Regions from separate parts of the Sus scrofa genome. Here regions 2 and 3 are each linked to region 1. Evidence: chromatin contacts called from public HiChIP or PLAC-seq data. All regions are on one chromosome and are shown on one strand. Each heading gives the region's core, a stretch centred on a gene start, on an enhancer-like site or on the middle of the called end of the contact. The rest is flanking DNA. Distances are from core to core; before and after follow the strand shown. Region 1 overlaps WDR89 (WD repeat-containing protein 89). Region 2 overlaps PPP2R5E (protein phosphatase 2 regulatory subunit B'epsilon). Region 3 overlaps SYNE2 (nesprin-2).

The links. HiChIP or PLAC-seq counts read pairs in DNA pulled down with a chosen protein or histone mark.
Region 2: a contact with region 1 is called in an H3K27ac HiChIP or PLAC-seq map of alveolar macrophages. The contact joins two enhancer-like sites. A contact is called at or near these places in 12 of 47 Hi-C or Micro-C datasets (blood, embryonic fibroblasts, fibroblasts and 7 more) and 1 of 2 datasets of contacts at active chromatin or transcription factors (alveolar macrophages).
Region 3: an H3K27ac HiChIP or PLAC-seq map of alveolar macrophages shows a contact between it and region 1. The contact joins two enhancer-like sites. A contact is called at or near these places in 2 of 47 Hi-C or Micro-C datasets (retroperitoneal adipose tissue and subcutaneous adipose tissue) and 1 of 2 datasets of contacts at active chromatin or transcription factors (alveolar macrophages).

Annotation. Positions count from the first base shown.
Region 1 is chr1:194,459,786-194,464,461 of Sscrofa11.1, reverse strand. The region is part of intron 1 of WDR89 (WD repeat-containing protein 89); the gene reads right to left. Among named protein-coding and RNA genes, the nearest start is that of WDR89, 22 kb to the right of the region's middle. Within about 2 kb of position 2,876, at least 3 of the 83 cell types and tissues checked have an H3K27ac peak or open chromatin away from gene starts, as enhancers often do. A contact at or near this core is called in alveolar macrophages, where this site is marked.
Region 2 is chr1:194,639,916-194,644,591 of Sscrofa11.1, reverse strand. It overlaps PPP2R5E (protein phosphatase 2 regulatory subunit B'epsilon), which reads right to left. Exons shown (of 14, transcript NM_001244062.1): 11 at 3,043-3,162. Among named protein-coding and RNA genes, the nearest start is that of GPHB5, 95 kb to the left of the region's middle. Within about 2 kb of position 2,196, at least 4 of the 83 cell types and tissues checked have an H3K27ac peak or open chromatin away from gene starts, as enhancers often do. A contact at or near this core is called in alveolar macrophages, where this site is marked.
Region 3 is chr1:194,310,746-194,315,421 of Sscrofa11.1, reverse strand. The region is part of intron 2 of SYNE2 (nesprin-2); the gene reads left to right. Among named protein-coding and RNA genes, the nearest start is that of SGPP1, 39 kb to the left of the region's middle. Within about 2 kb of position 2,586, at least 3 of the 83 cell types and tissues checked have an H3K27ac peak or open chromatin away from gene starts, as enhancers often do. A contact at or near this core is called in alveolar macrophages, where this site is marked.

The DNA.
Region 1 (4,676 bases), core at 1,627-4,126:
TCCCAGGCTAGGGGTCTAATCAGAGCTGTAGCCACCGGCCTACGCCAGAGCGACAGCAATGCAGGATCCGAGCTTCATCTGTGACCTACACCACAGCTCACAGCAGTGCTGGATCCTTGACCCACTGAGTAAGGCCAGGGATCGAACCCACAACCTCACGGTTCCTAGTCAGATTTGTTAACCACTGAGGCACCATGGGAACTCCTCCTCTGTGTATTTTTAAAATGTATCTATACGTATCTTTTTTCCCCTTCTTTTCACTGCATCACCTGCTGCATATGGAAGTTCCCAGCCAGAGGTTGAATCAGAACTGCAACTGTAGTCCTACGCCATACCCACAGCCACACTGGGTTGGACCCACATCTGCAACCTACCCTGCAGCTTGAAGCAATGGATCCTTAATCCACTGAGCAGGGACAGGGATCAAATCCACATCCTCACAGAGACAATGTCAGGTCCTTAACCAGTTGAGCCACAACGGGAACTCCTGTAAAGTAGTTCCAGGAATTCCCGTCATGGCTCAGTGGTTAACGAATTTGACTAGGAACCATGAGGTTCCAGGTTCGACCCCTGGCCTTACTCAGTGGGTTAAGGATCCGGTGTTGTGAGCTGTGGTGTAGGTCGCAGACACTGCGTGGATCCTGTGTTCCTGTGGCTCTGGCATAAGCAGGTGGCTACAGCTCAGATTCGACCCCTAGCCTGGGAATCTCCATATGCCATGGGAGCGGCCCTAGAAAAGGCAAAAAGACAACAGATAAATAAATAAATAAATAAAATAGTTCCATGGTTCAAAATTCAACAGCTTCCAAAACTAATGTCTTAGAACATTTCTGTCCTCAAGACTCTTGCCTCTCCCAGGAAGCAACAAATGTTACCAGTTCCTTATGAATACTCTTAACAGGTTGTTAATTTGGAAATAATGCAGAGAAGTATTTGCATCTTATCGATAAACTGTCAGAGTAGTACAATGAAAAAAGCAGTATGTTTAAGAACCAAACATCTTAATTTCAAACCCTTGTTCTACCACAAACTAGCTAAGTAATTCTTGTACAAATTAACCTAACTTCTCTAAGCCTCAGCTTCCTCATCTTTAAAATGGGAACAGAAATGGTCATATTTGGGAGTTCCCGTCGTGGCTCAGAGGAAACAAATCTGGCTAGTACCCTGAGGACACAGGTTAGATCCCTGGCCTCACTCAGTGGGTTAAAGATCCAGTGCTGCTGTGAGCTGTGGTGTAAGTCGCAGATGTGGCCTGGGTCCCTTGCAGTTGCTGTGGCTGTGGGGTAGGCCGGCAGTTACAGCTCCAATTCAACACCTAGCCTGGGAACCTCCATATGCCATGGGTATGGCCCGAAAAAGAAAAAAAAAAAAAATGGCCATACTTGATATTGAGTGCCTTTATAGCCAAATACTATGCTACATGCTGGAGATTCAGATGAGAAACATATCTGCTATCTTCAAGAAGCTGGGAGAAAGACCAGTAAATAATTACAATATAGGGTAATGGTACAAGGGCAGAGGTAATCACAGGAACAGAGCAGACATGTGTATGGGTGCAATTCTTGGCATAAAGAAAAAAGCAACAAATATTAATTTCCTTATTAATTAATTTCCTTATTAATTTGCCTTATTTCATTTCTCATTCACATTTTAAAAACTATCACTCTACAGCTTTTTATAAAATGAAAGCAGTTACTTTTATATTAAAAGTATTTAAAAAATGAATCAATATGCAAAATTTCATGAACACAAATATCAAACCAATAACTCTCAATTCTGAATAAACCACTGTCCTATCATCATTTTATAATGAAAAATATATTTCTAAAGAGCAAATGAACTTCAATATGTTTTAGAAGATGACATAGTTTCACTTAAGTCAAACTTAAGTTCTTAGTGAATTCTTCAAGATTTTTACCTTTCAGTTAGGTACCAATCAGAAAGGCTTAAGATCTACCCCATTAAAAATACTCTTTTGGGGAGTTCTTGTCGTGGCACAGAAAAAACGAATCCAACTAGGAACCATGAGGTTGGACGTTCGATCCCTGGCTTTGCTCAATGGGTTAAGGATCTGGTATTGCTGTGAGCTGTAGTGTAGATGGCAGACACGGCTCGGATCCTGTGCTTCTGTGGCTGTGACATAGGCCAGTGGCTACAGCTCCAATTCCACCCCTTGCTTGGGAAACTCCATACACCGAGGGTGCAGCCCTAAAAAGGAAACAAAAAAACCCCACCTCTTTGGGAGTTCCCACTGTAACTCAGCAGGTTAAGAAACTAACATAGTGTCTGAGAGGATTTGTGTTCAATTCCTCGCCTTGCTTAAGTGGGTTAAGTATCCTGTGTTACTGCCAGCTGCATCATAGGTTGCAGATGCAGCTCAGATCCAGTGTTACCATGGCTGTGGTGTAGGCCGGCAGCTGCAGTTCTGATTAGACACCCAGCCTGGGAACTTCCATATGCTGCAGTGTAGCCATAAAAAGAGAAAAAAACCTCTTTGATTTCCTTGGACAAATGGACTGAATCCAGGTTTGGGACAGGGAAAACATAAGACAGGCCTAGAGCATCAAACAGTGTTCAAATGTAAAGAAGTACTTTAAAAAAAAAGACACAAGATCTCCCACTGGTCACTGTAGACTAATTTGAGCAACTACATAACATTGGATTATAACCCAAAAAATAAAAATAAACACCCATGAATCTATACTGATAAAAAATAAATGACTAAATAAGTAAACGAATGAGGAAAAGGGACGGAATTTGCTTACAGAAAAATTCCAGTTAACATAAGCAGATATGACTCTGTCCAGAAGGTGGCGCTCAAGCCCACTTCCCTTGAGCACAGGCTGGACGTATTATTACTTGCTTCCAAAGAAGAGAGTAGGGAGCTCCCTGGTGGCCTAGTGAGTCAAGGATCGTGCATTATCATTGCTGTAGCACAGGATCAGTTCCTGGTCTGGGAACTTCTGCATGCCAAAAAAAACCCCAAACAAAACAAAACAGAAAGTAGGAGAAGAATAAAAGACAGTAGCTTCAACTAGAGAAAGCCAGAAGATAGCACTTTACTCAACTAACTGATCAAGGTTAATACCAATGGAGGTAAGTCATGTTGATATCACTTGCCCCCCACGTGATGTGAGGAGAAAGTTTACTTCAGTGGCAGTCTTCTCAAAAATAATAATTCCAGGAGTTCCCGTCGTGGCGCAGTGGTTAACGAATCCGACTAGGAACCATGAGGTTGCGGGTTCGGTCCCTGCCCTTGCTCAGTGGGTTAACGATCTGGCATTGCCGTGAGCTGTGGTGTAGGTTGCAGACGCGGCTCAGATCCCGCTTTGCTGTGGCTCTGGCGTAGGCCGGAGACTACAGGTCCGATTCGACCCCTAGCCTGGGAACCTCCATATGCCGCGGGAGTGGTCCAAGAAATAGCAAAAAGACAAAAAAAAAAAAAAAATAAATAATAATAATAATAATTCCAGCCTAATCTTGAGAAAATGTCAAACCCAAATTAAGGGACAATTATAGGTACCTAGCTAGTACCTTTCAAATTTTAAAGTCAAGAAAAACAAGAAAAGTCTGAGAGACTGTCACAGATTAGAGGAGGCTAGACATGTGATGACTAAATGCAGTGTTTTTTTTTCTTTCTTTCTTTTCGGCTGACCCATGGCATATGGAGTTCCTGGGCCAGGGATCAGATCTGAGCTTCAGCTTCGACCTAAGCCACAGCTACAGAAACACCAGATCTTTTAACCCACTGTGCCAGGCTGGGGATCATACCTGTGTCCTGGTGCTGCAGAGATGCCACCAATCCCATAGTGCCACTATGGGAACTCCTAGTTAATTTTGGTTTTGACAAATGTATCATGGTTATATGAAAATCTGGGAAGCTGGGTAAAGGGTATACAGAAATATGGAAACTTTATACTACCTTTGCAACTTTCTAGAAAACTAACATTTTTCTAAAACAAAAAGTTTTTTTAAAAAAATCTCATTGATACATATCATGGATGTTTAGAGGTTCTAGATAGGGGGAAAAAAAGGTACTTACCAACCAGGCATGTTCCTATGCCAAAAAGCTCCAATGTCAAGCTCACTTCCAGACCTGAGATGGCTTGATGGGGCAGTCATGAGTACCACTCCCAACTCTTCCCTCGCCACCTCCAATCTATTTTCTTTTTTTTTTTTTTTTTGCCTTTTTAGGACCATACTCACGGCACATGGAGGTTCCTAGGCTAGGGGTCGAATCAGCTACAGCTGCCAGCCTATGCCAGAGCCACAGCAACTCAGGATCCAAGCTATGTCTGCAACCTATACCACAGCTCAAGGCAATGCCAGACCCTTAACCCACTGAGTGAAGCCAGTGATCAAAACTGTGTCCTCATGGATACTAGTTGGGTTCATTAACCATTGAGCCATCATGGGAACTCCCAAGCTATTTTCGTATGTTTCAACCCCATTGTAGAGCTCACGACAGTTCCTTCCTTGTGCTAACAGCAGCTCCTTCCCCAAGGCAGTACGAGGAAGTAACAAACAAAATCTCAGGATTTTTTGCTGTATTCTCACATTTGGAGAGAAACTGAGGCAGCTGTACGTAGGCACCTCAGATTCTCAGAGATGAACACACTCAGTACTGCAGGAGCTCAGCAAAAATGACGAGGGCGGCTTTCTCCATTTTTAAGGTG
Region 2 (4,676 bases), core at 947-3,446, 180 kb before region 1:
TATACATATTACCTCATTCAGTCCTCACAACCAACACACAGAGTACAGGTCCCATTATTTCTATTTTGCAAATGGGGAGACTGAGGCTCAGGAAATTAGTCACTTGATTACCAAGTGGCAAGACCCACTCCCTGCTCATAACCTCTGCATTTTATTATCCCTACAAAGCTCATGTACTGGTACAGAAAAAGGATCCCTAGTTCAATGCAAACTGTGATAGATGCTATACCAGAGAGAGAAACAGTACACCAGAGGAAAGAGCAGAAAGAACAATCCAGATGATCTGGGGAAAGGATGAACGGCAGAAATGTACCACAGGCAGTAGCACCTAAGCTGGGCTTTGAAGGATGAAGGAAAGAGCAAAAGGCATTCCAGGCTCAGGGAGTTACCGGAAAGGAGGGCAGGAGCGGCAACATGGACTTTGTGTCTAGAAACCACAAAGAAACATGGAAGAAAGAAGAAGCATTTGGTGTGGCTGAAGCTGGTGGAGCAAAGGCAAGAAAAGGGCCTGGGGAAGACCATGTATTATCTACTTATCAATATGTAAGGTCATGTACAGACGAAAGTCAGTATCCAGCAAAGCCCCTTAAAGAGGAAAGCCATTGTTTATGCAAAGTGAGAACTGGCACTTCTGACTGTAGGACCCGCTGTCCTTTACACACAGTGGCAGTGTCTCTAGCTCAGAGCCTTGCAACCGCAGGGCCACACCTACAAAAGCAGGTGGCTACAACAGGGTCACATTTGCTGGATGAACCAAAGAACACGTCATGGAATGAATAAAGAAACTCTTCGCTCCCCTTCCTTCTTTTGTTCTGTTTTACCTCTGTCAAATAATTTTAAAATTCTTTTTCCTCCTTGTATGGACTAAACTTCATCTTCACCCTCTGTCCCCACTCCCACCCCACCCCCTGCATAATCCATGTGTTGACACCCTAACCCCTGTGTGAGTGCACCTGGAGACAGGAGGTCATTAGGTTAAATGTGGTCATAGAAGAGGGTCCTAACCTGACTGGCAGGTTTGGTGGCCCTCTATGAAGAGAAAAGAGAGACGCCCTTCTCTCTCCTCCAGCAGCGAGGAATGAAGAGGCCACGTGAGGACCCGGGGGAAGGACCCAGGGAGAAGGTGTGCAAGCCAGAAAAGTGCCCTCACAGAGGCGGAGAGCACTGAAACTTGCACTGCAGGCTCCCAGCCTAGAGAACTATGAGAAATTAAGCAGTGTTGAAGCCACACAGGGTTTCCTTGTGGAAGCCTGATGTGGTCTAAATGTTTGTGTCTCCTTAAAACTCCTATGTTGGATCCTAACCTCCAGGGCCGAAAAAGTACCTTTGAATAGAGGCTCCTAAGTGCTCCCAGCCTCTCCCACCATGTGAGGACATAAGAGAAGTCTGGGACCCAGAAGAGAGCCCTCAGCCAGCCGTGCTGCCACCATACCACCACCGTTTCCAAATGGACCACCAGCCTCCAGAACTGGGGAAAAAACTGCTGTTGTTTGTAAGCTGCCTCATCTGTGGTATTTTGTTACAGTAGCCTTAAGACACAGCCCCAGCTATGTCAGACATTTCATCTCCTTTCTAAGCTTCTGAGCATCATTTAAGGCTCCCTGGCAATTCTCATTTTAAAAAAGAGTCCTGTTCTTTGCCCTCCATGACACCAAACATCCTAATAAAGACTGAAGAATTAGGTGAACAACCCAGCTATTTGAGCACCACAGGCCATGTGGAATATGTAAAACATCTACATAGTGTCCTGCATTTTTTAAGACCCATGCCTAAAGCGTATCATCTGAATGTAATGGTCATGTAACAGTTTCTACTCTTTTTTTTGGCTTTGTGATACAATTGCAAGGTTGTCTTAAGATCACTGACTTGACACACTAAGATGTCTTCAGGTTAAAAATGAAAACAATGACTACAGCCAGTGTCTCTATGCAAGATAATGACAGCTCAGGGAAAAGTCCAGCACATTAGCAATGGGGTTCTGTGCTGTCAACTCCAATCTGAGCAATCTCTTCAAATCCACAGGCTGTATGTACATAAAGAGGCAATTGTCCAGGTCTGAGATTTGGACCTTTGGTGGACAAAGTATAAAACCTAATGTGTGGACCCCAGGGCACCCTCTTCCCCCCAGTGTGGGTCCCTCAGCCCTGGTAAAACAGCCCCAACTGCAAAAAGAGTTGCTCAGGTTTGTTCCCCCAGAGTGGCCACAGGGAGGCAGTGTGGTGCCACAGGAAGGTCACCTGCTTTCAAAAGAAGCTGCACCTACTAACTCCCCACTTCCTGCTGACTGGGAACTTGAGCACATAATTCTCTCTAGAGAGGCAGGTAGGAGGATAATTACAAGTTTAGGAGTAAATCATGTAAAGCATCCAGCACAGTATAGAATATTATGTTCTCTTTTTCCACTTAAGCTTAGTTAGCATCTCTCTTACACATTAGAGGGGCCCTACCAGTCCACCTCTCATTCAGCTATTTTACTTGAGACAAGTTATGTTACCACTGTGAGCATCAGGGTTCACACCTATAAACATCATAATGCCTCCTTTCCAAGTGCTCAAGGGAATTCAAGTTAATGGATAGGGGCTGTCATGTAGCAGGTATTCAAGAGGAAGGTGGTTATTATCAAAAGTATTGTGATCATGTGAAAAAACAGCAAACAAAACCAGGTAGCTAGTGTCCACTACTTTTCTTTCAACACAAATAAAACTTTTTTTTTTTTTTTTTTTGTCTTTTCCAGGGCTGCTCCTGAAGCATATGGAGGTTCCCAGGATAGGGGTCTAATTGGAGCTATAGCGGCTGGCCACAGCCACAGCCACAGCCACGCGGGATCCGAGCTGCATCTGCAACCTACACCACAGCTCACAGCAATGCTGGATCCTCGACCTACTGAACAAGGCCAGGGATTGGACCCACAACCTCATGGTTCCTAGTCGGATTCGTTAACCACTGCGCCATTAGGGGAACTCCAACACAAATAAAACTTTACCAAAGTAATTAATGTATGTGGTAAAAGTCACTCTAGCTCATGTCCTCTTAATTACTAACCTGAAAATGGGGGCTAGAAACACACTTGGCAATTTGTTTAAACAAAGGTTCTTGGATTTTAACAAATTGCGATGGTTCAATCACATCCAGTATCTCCTCCAGCTCCCCAAGGAACATGACCTGGAAGCACATGCAAAAGACCAACCGTCAGGTACTGGATTGAAAAATCCATATGCACAATAAGGGTTAATGAGAGTTTTGAGCTATTTTAACGTAATGAAACTTTATACATAAAACCAAACATGAAGAGATCAGAATTTAACTTTTGTTAATGTTCATTTTGCAAGGAATTCACCAGAGGGCACTTGTTAAGAACAAATTCCCTACAGTATTGAAAATGTGATTCTATTTACTTTAGAAAAAATATCCTATGTGCCACATCTCTTACACCAGAACAAGGGGCACTTACACGCTGTAGCAGGGTCCCTGTGGGGCTCTCCACCCCCCATCACACTTCTAAAACAACGGGCAAGAGGCCTTCCTACATGATGTACAAGTACACAGAGGCAAGTGCAGATACCTGCCAAACATCTGCAGCCTCTGCTAGGCGCTCCTCTAGGAGACACGAGTTAACAATACATGCAAAGTCGGAGAGACACAAACGAGCAGATTCATCCATACACTGGCGCCACTCCAACTTCAGCACACCGTACTCAACCTCCACACTTACACACACGTACATCCGTACATACTTGCTCACTACAGAGCAGAATGAATCTCGTGATCTCAGTACCACGTGTCTCAAAAAACAGAGCTTTTTGATTACAAAATGGGGCCAAATCAATAGTATAGTCATTTGTTTTAAACATAATGGAAAACTGACAGAAATAAAAACCATTTTCCTATTTAGACATGAAGAAATAATCACCTAGAAAAAAATTTAGCATGCAATTAAAATATTCAAAAATGACAATGTTTTCATATCTTGAGATACATTTGGGTAGCAATACATAGTTTAATCTTATCTAACAGGTATTAAGAAATTAAATGATTTTCTGAAATTTTATAAAGGAGGTTTTGGAGAACTGAAGCTGAGTTGAGGAGGGTATTTCTGTTAAAAGCAAAATACAGTAAAGAAATACTGCCATTTGCTAAGAAATATACTGAAGTGCTTCTAAAATAGTCCCCAAATGTAAAACTAATAGCTGACCTTTTTTCTGGGCCATCTTCCACATGGGTTCTAACCTCTCAGAAAAGTGGCTGCAGATCTGGGGTACAGTGAGGCTAAGAGACTCACATCCACTCCAACACCTCAAGGAGCAGGTGCCAGTTAGGTCTTGGCAAAAGTACAAATGACTGTAGAGCAGAGATTTCCAGGGCCACTGGGAACAACTGAAACTAAAGGTCTGTAATACATTTTAAGACTATACATAGTAAGATCATGACGCTTGAAAGTGGGTATTTGGGCAGGCTGCTGTATCATCTATCAACAGTGACAGCAAAAGCTCCACATTACAAAGGTGGTCACACGACTGGGGTCTGCCTTGGGCTGACCTAGGCCTGAGCAGCACAGGATAAAAGCCCAGAGTATAGGAATCAGGGAGGCGGGTTCTGGCCTAATCACCTATACTTAGTTAGCTGGGCAGGCTACTTAACCTCTCTAAATATCAACTTCATAAATAGTAAAAAGAGAA
Region 3 (4,676 bases), core at 1,337-3,836, 150 kb after region 1:
ACCTTTCCTGCCTGTTTTCTACTATAGCCTTTGCTGTAGCCACACTGACCTACTCACTAATACTGAAATGCACCATGAGTTTTCTCACTTCTTGGTCTTTGTTTCTGCCATTTTTACTGCTTATTCATTTTGATACTAAAAACTGTACTTTTCTCACCATCAAGCTACCAACCAGCAGCACCTTTTTTTTTTTTTTTTTTTTCTTTTTCTTTTTCTTTTTAGGACTGCATCCATGGCACATGTAAGTTCCCAGGCTAGGGGTCGAATCAGAGCTGCAGCTGCTGGCCTACTCCACAGCCACAGCAATGCGGGATCCGAGCTGCGTCTGTGTCCTACACCGCAGCTCATGGCAACACCAGATCCTTAATCCACTGAGGAGGCCAGGGAAAGAACCCTCATCCTCATGGATACTAGTCGGGTTCATTAACTGCTGAGCCATGTCAGGAACTCTCAGCATTGACTATTTTGCTTTTTAAAATAAGCTGTCTAGGAGTTCCCATAGTGACTTAGCAGTTAACCAACCCAACTAGTATCCATGAGGACTTGGGCTTGATCCTTGGCCTCGCTCAGTGGGTTAAGGATCTGGCGTTGCCGTGAGCTGTGGTATAGGTCGCAGACACAGCTCGGATCCAGCATTGCTGTGGCTGTAGTGTAGGCTGGCAACTGCAGCTCCAGTTTCACCCCTAGCCTGAGAACTTCCATATGCTGTGGGTACAGCCTGAAAAGACGAAAAAAAAAAAAAAAAAAAAAAAAAAAAAAAAAAAAACCAAAAACAAAAAAACCATGTTGTAAACAGCAAGACTGTGGGTCTAAGGCAACTTCAGTTTTACATGATAGTGTAGACACCAATGTACTTGCCTGTACTTGATTGTGATTATCCTTGACAGAGAATTTTTTTTTTTTTTTTGAGCTGAGCACATCTTGTTTTACAACATGATTATAAGATGTGAAGTTCTGGTCATTCATGGGGCTCTTACAACACAGTACAGTTATTAATGCTTTATATTTATCTGACATGCTGTGGGTAACACAGTCATTCAGTTGATGATCAAGTAGCACAAGAAGATTTCACCCTCATGACACAGTTTATGAAACTGAAGACGAGAAACTTTTAATCAATGAAATAGCACAATCTGGTAGGTAGGTTTAAATGATTGCATTAGTAGTAGCAATTAAAATGGCAGCAATAATAATATCCTTACTGTGAAAGACTTTCAGGTCCTGTGTTTTTCCTGTTACCTGAACGGCTTATGGAAAATTTTACTAAATAAAGACGAATTTACTTAACAAACATTTGCGGACTACCTGTCAAGATGCAAGGCGACATGTTAGGCACTGAGAATAACAAAGATTAATAATGTGACACGGCCAGTGTCTCCAAGAAGCTTTAACATAGGAGGAGGAACTTAACAGTATTTTAGATCAGGTGATATAGTAGCTTTCGAATGTGTGGCAAAGGCTAGACATTGTGTTCTCAGTTAACACACTGAAAAGAGCATCTAATACTTTTCCTTTATCATTAAAAAGCCTTCAGCATACATTCAGTAAATTAGTAAGCACTCCAACGAGGAGGGAATCCTCTGATTTCTTTCAGTGTGTTGTTTTTCATTTAAACAGCATCTTAGGAGTTCCCGTTGTGGCTCAGTGGTTAATGAATCTGACTAGGAACCATGAGGTTACGGATTTGATCCCTGGCCTTGCTCAGTGGGTTGAGGATCCAGCGTTGCTGTGAGCTGTAGTGTAGGTTGCAGATGAGGCTCGGATCCCATGTTGCTATGTCTCTGGTGTAGGCCAGCAGCTACAGCTCCAATTCAACCCCTAGCCTGGGACTCTCCATGTGCCAAGGGTGCGGCACTGAAAGGACAAAAGACAAAAATAAAATAAAAAATAAACAGCGTCTTAGTTCACTGGAGGCTTTAAGTGAATGCTTATTACAATATTTATTCCTCTTGATTAAGATGATAGCAGATGATTAATGAGTTCTTATTACAATTAAGATGAAGATTCCCACCTTTCTGATAAATAGGAACATCCAGGTGATAATTCTGAAACTTAAAGAAATGAAACTGCATAACATTTAGGCAATGATAATCTTTTGTAAATGTGTCTGATGCTAGAAAGTTGGTACGATTACAGCTATGAATTATTAGGAAGATCTTAGTTCAGTTAAAACAGCTGCATACATGCCTTTAAACTTACGGAACATTTGCTATGAACAGTACACACTTCTCAGCACCAATCTCCATTTTGTCTTTTAGTTTGATTACTATCATGAAAATGCCAGATAGGATGGACTAGTAATATTGATGGAAAAATAATTGCCAGTATAGGGATTGCATTATGGATCTTTGATAAGTTAAAATAGAAAAATCAGAGGAGTTGTTTTTAGTAAGTGATTTCACCTACTATCAAGTAGGCAGTAGTTTGAAGGAGATGGTTTAGAAGTAGGAATTTCTTCTCTTTTTTTTTGTCTTATTAGGGCCACACCCTTGGCATATGAAAGTTACCAGGCTAGGGGTTGAATCAGAGCTGCAGCTGTCGGCCTATACCACAGCAACGCCAGATCCAAGCCATGTCTGCTATCTACACCATGACTCATGGCAACACTGGATCCTTTAACCCACTGAGCAAGGCCAGAGATGGAACCCACATCCTCAGGGACACTAGTCAGATTCTTAATCTGCTGAGCCACAACAGAAACTTGAGGAGTAGGAATTGCTATGCCAACAATTATACCACTCTTCCATAGTCATGAAAACTAAAATATATTAACTTATTGAATTATAGAGACTGTCAGTGGCACACTTTCTTTAAGCAAAATTGTGAATGGTAGCCCAGTATATAAAACTAATAATAATGGAGCTATTCTAGAAGGGAGTGAGAAATTCTCCTTTACCTAGCAAAGGGAGAAAATAAGTAAGCTTCATCATGAAGTTATGATGAGGAGGATGACTCACAGCTGAAATAATTTGTGCTTGCCTGCTGTGACAGAGTACTTTGTCAGAACAGAGGACAGTCTTGCATTTTAGAACAAAACTCATGAGAAACTATATTTCCTACTAATTCCCAGAGAGCGAATCATTATTAATGGAAACATGTCTAAGTATGGTTAATATCTTCTGCTAATAATAGTCATATACATTGGTATATTTCATCTCAAGACCTCAAATTTTAAAGACTCAAAGAAAATAATTATAATTATTAAAATAAATTTTATTGGCATATACTTGACTTACAAATCATTATAATTTTTGGTTATGCATATTCCTGTTCTGGTAATGGTAATGTTCAAGTTTGGGCCGACCCTTTCACAGACAACAGTTCCCAACCCTAGATAAAATATAATTAATACTCACTTGGAAGCACTGGAAAGTAATCAAAAGCTGCTAGAAACTAGAGAGAAGTCATCCTTCTCAGAGAGGAAGGTCACTGGACTAGAGCTGCAATTTTACCTTATTTATTTATTTATTTATTTAGGCCGCATACATGGCAATATGGGCCAGGGATCAAACCTGTGCCACAGCAGCAACCCAGGCCATTGCAGTGACAACACGGGATCCTTTACCGCTGCAGCACGAGGGGACTCTCTGTTAATGGCTCTTCTCCTGGGGCATCTCTAGTCACTGCTGAATGGAGTGACTAAAACTCAAACAAACAAACCTAGTCTTTTTTTTTTTTTTTTTTTTTTTTGTCTTTTGCCATTTCTTGGGCTGCACCTGTGGCATATGGAGGTTCCCAGGCTACGGGTCTGATCAGAGCTGTAGCCGCCGGCCTACGCCAGAGCCACAGCAACATGGGATCCGAGTCGTGTCTGCAACCTACACCACCACTCACGGCAACGCCAGATCCTTAACCTGCTGAGCAAGGCCAGGGACTGAACTCGAAACCTCATCATTCCTAGTTGGATTCGTTAACCACTGTGCCACAATGGGAACTCCAAACAAACCTAGTCTTTTGGACTATCATGATGTTGAAAAGTAAAGGGAAAAATCCAGGAGATAACCACAAAGGAGGAGTGGTGAATTCTGCGTATGAATTCCACCATGTCCTCTACTGCCGTTCTGCACATTTATGAGGGAGACCAAGCAGCACAGCTAAGAGCAAGATTGAAAAAACAGGCTATGAAAGACAAATACCATATGATATCACTTATAACTGGAATCTAATATCCAGAACAAATGAACATCTCCACAGAAAAGAGAATCATGGACTTGGAAAATAGACTTGTGGCTGCCTGATGGGAGAGGGAGGGAGAGGGAGGGATCGGGAGCTTGGGGTTATCAGACACAGCTTAGAATAGATTTACAAGGAGATCCTGCTGAGTAGCATTGAGAACTATATCTAGATACTCATGTTGCAACAGAACAAATGGTGGGGAAAAAATGTATACATGTAAGAATAACTTGATCCCCTTGCTGTACAGTGGGAAAATAAAATTAAAAAAACAAAACAAAACAAAAAAACAGGCTATGGCGTTCCCTTGCAACATGCAGGTTAAGGATCCAGTGTTAATCACTTCTGTGGTTCGGATTTGATCCCCAGCCAGAAAAACATACAAACCAACAAACCAGCAAAAATCAATAGCTCCTAGGTAGATGGATCAAGAAATAAAGAAAGAGGAGTTCCCATCATGGTTCAGTGTTAACAAACCTGACTAGTATCCATGAGGATGCAGG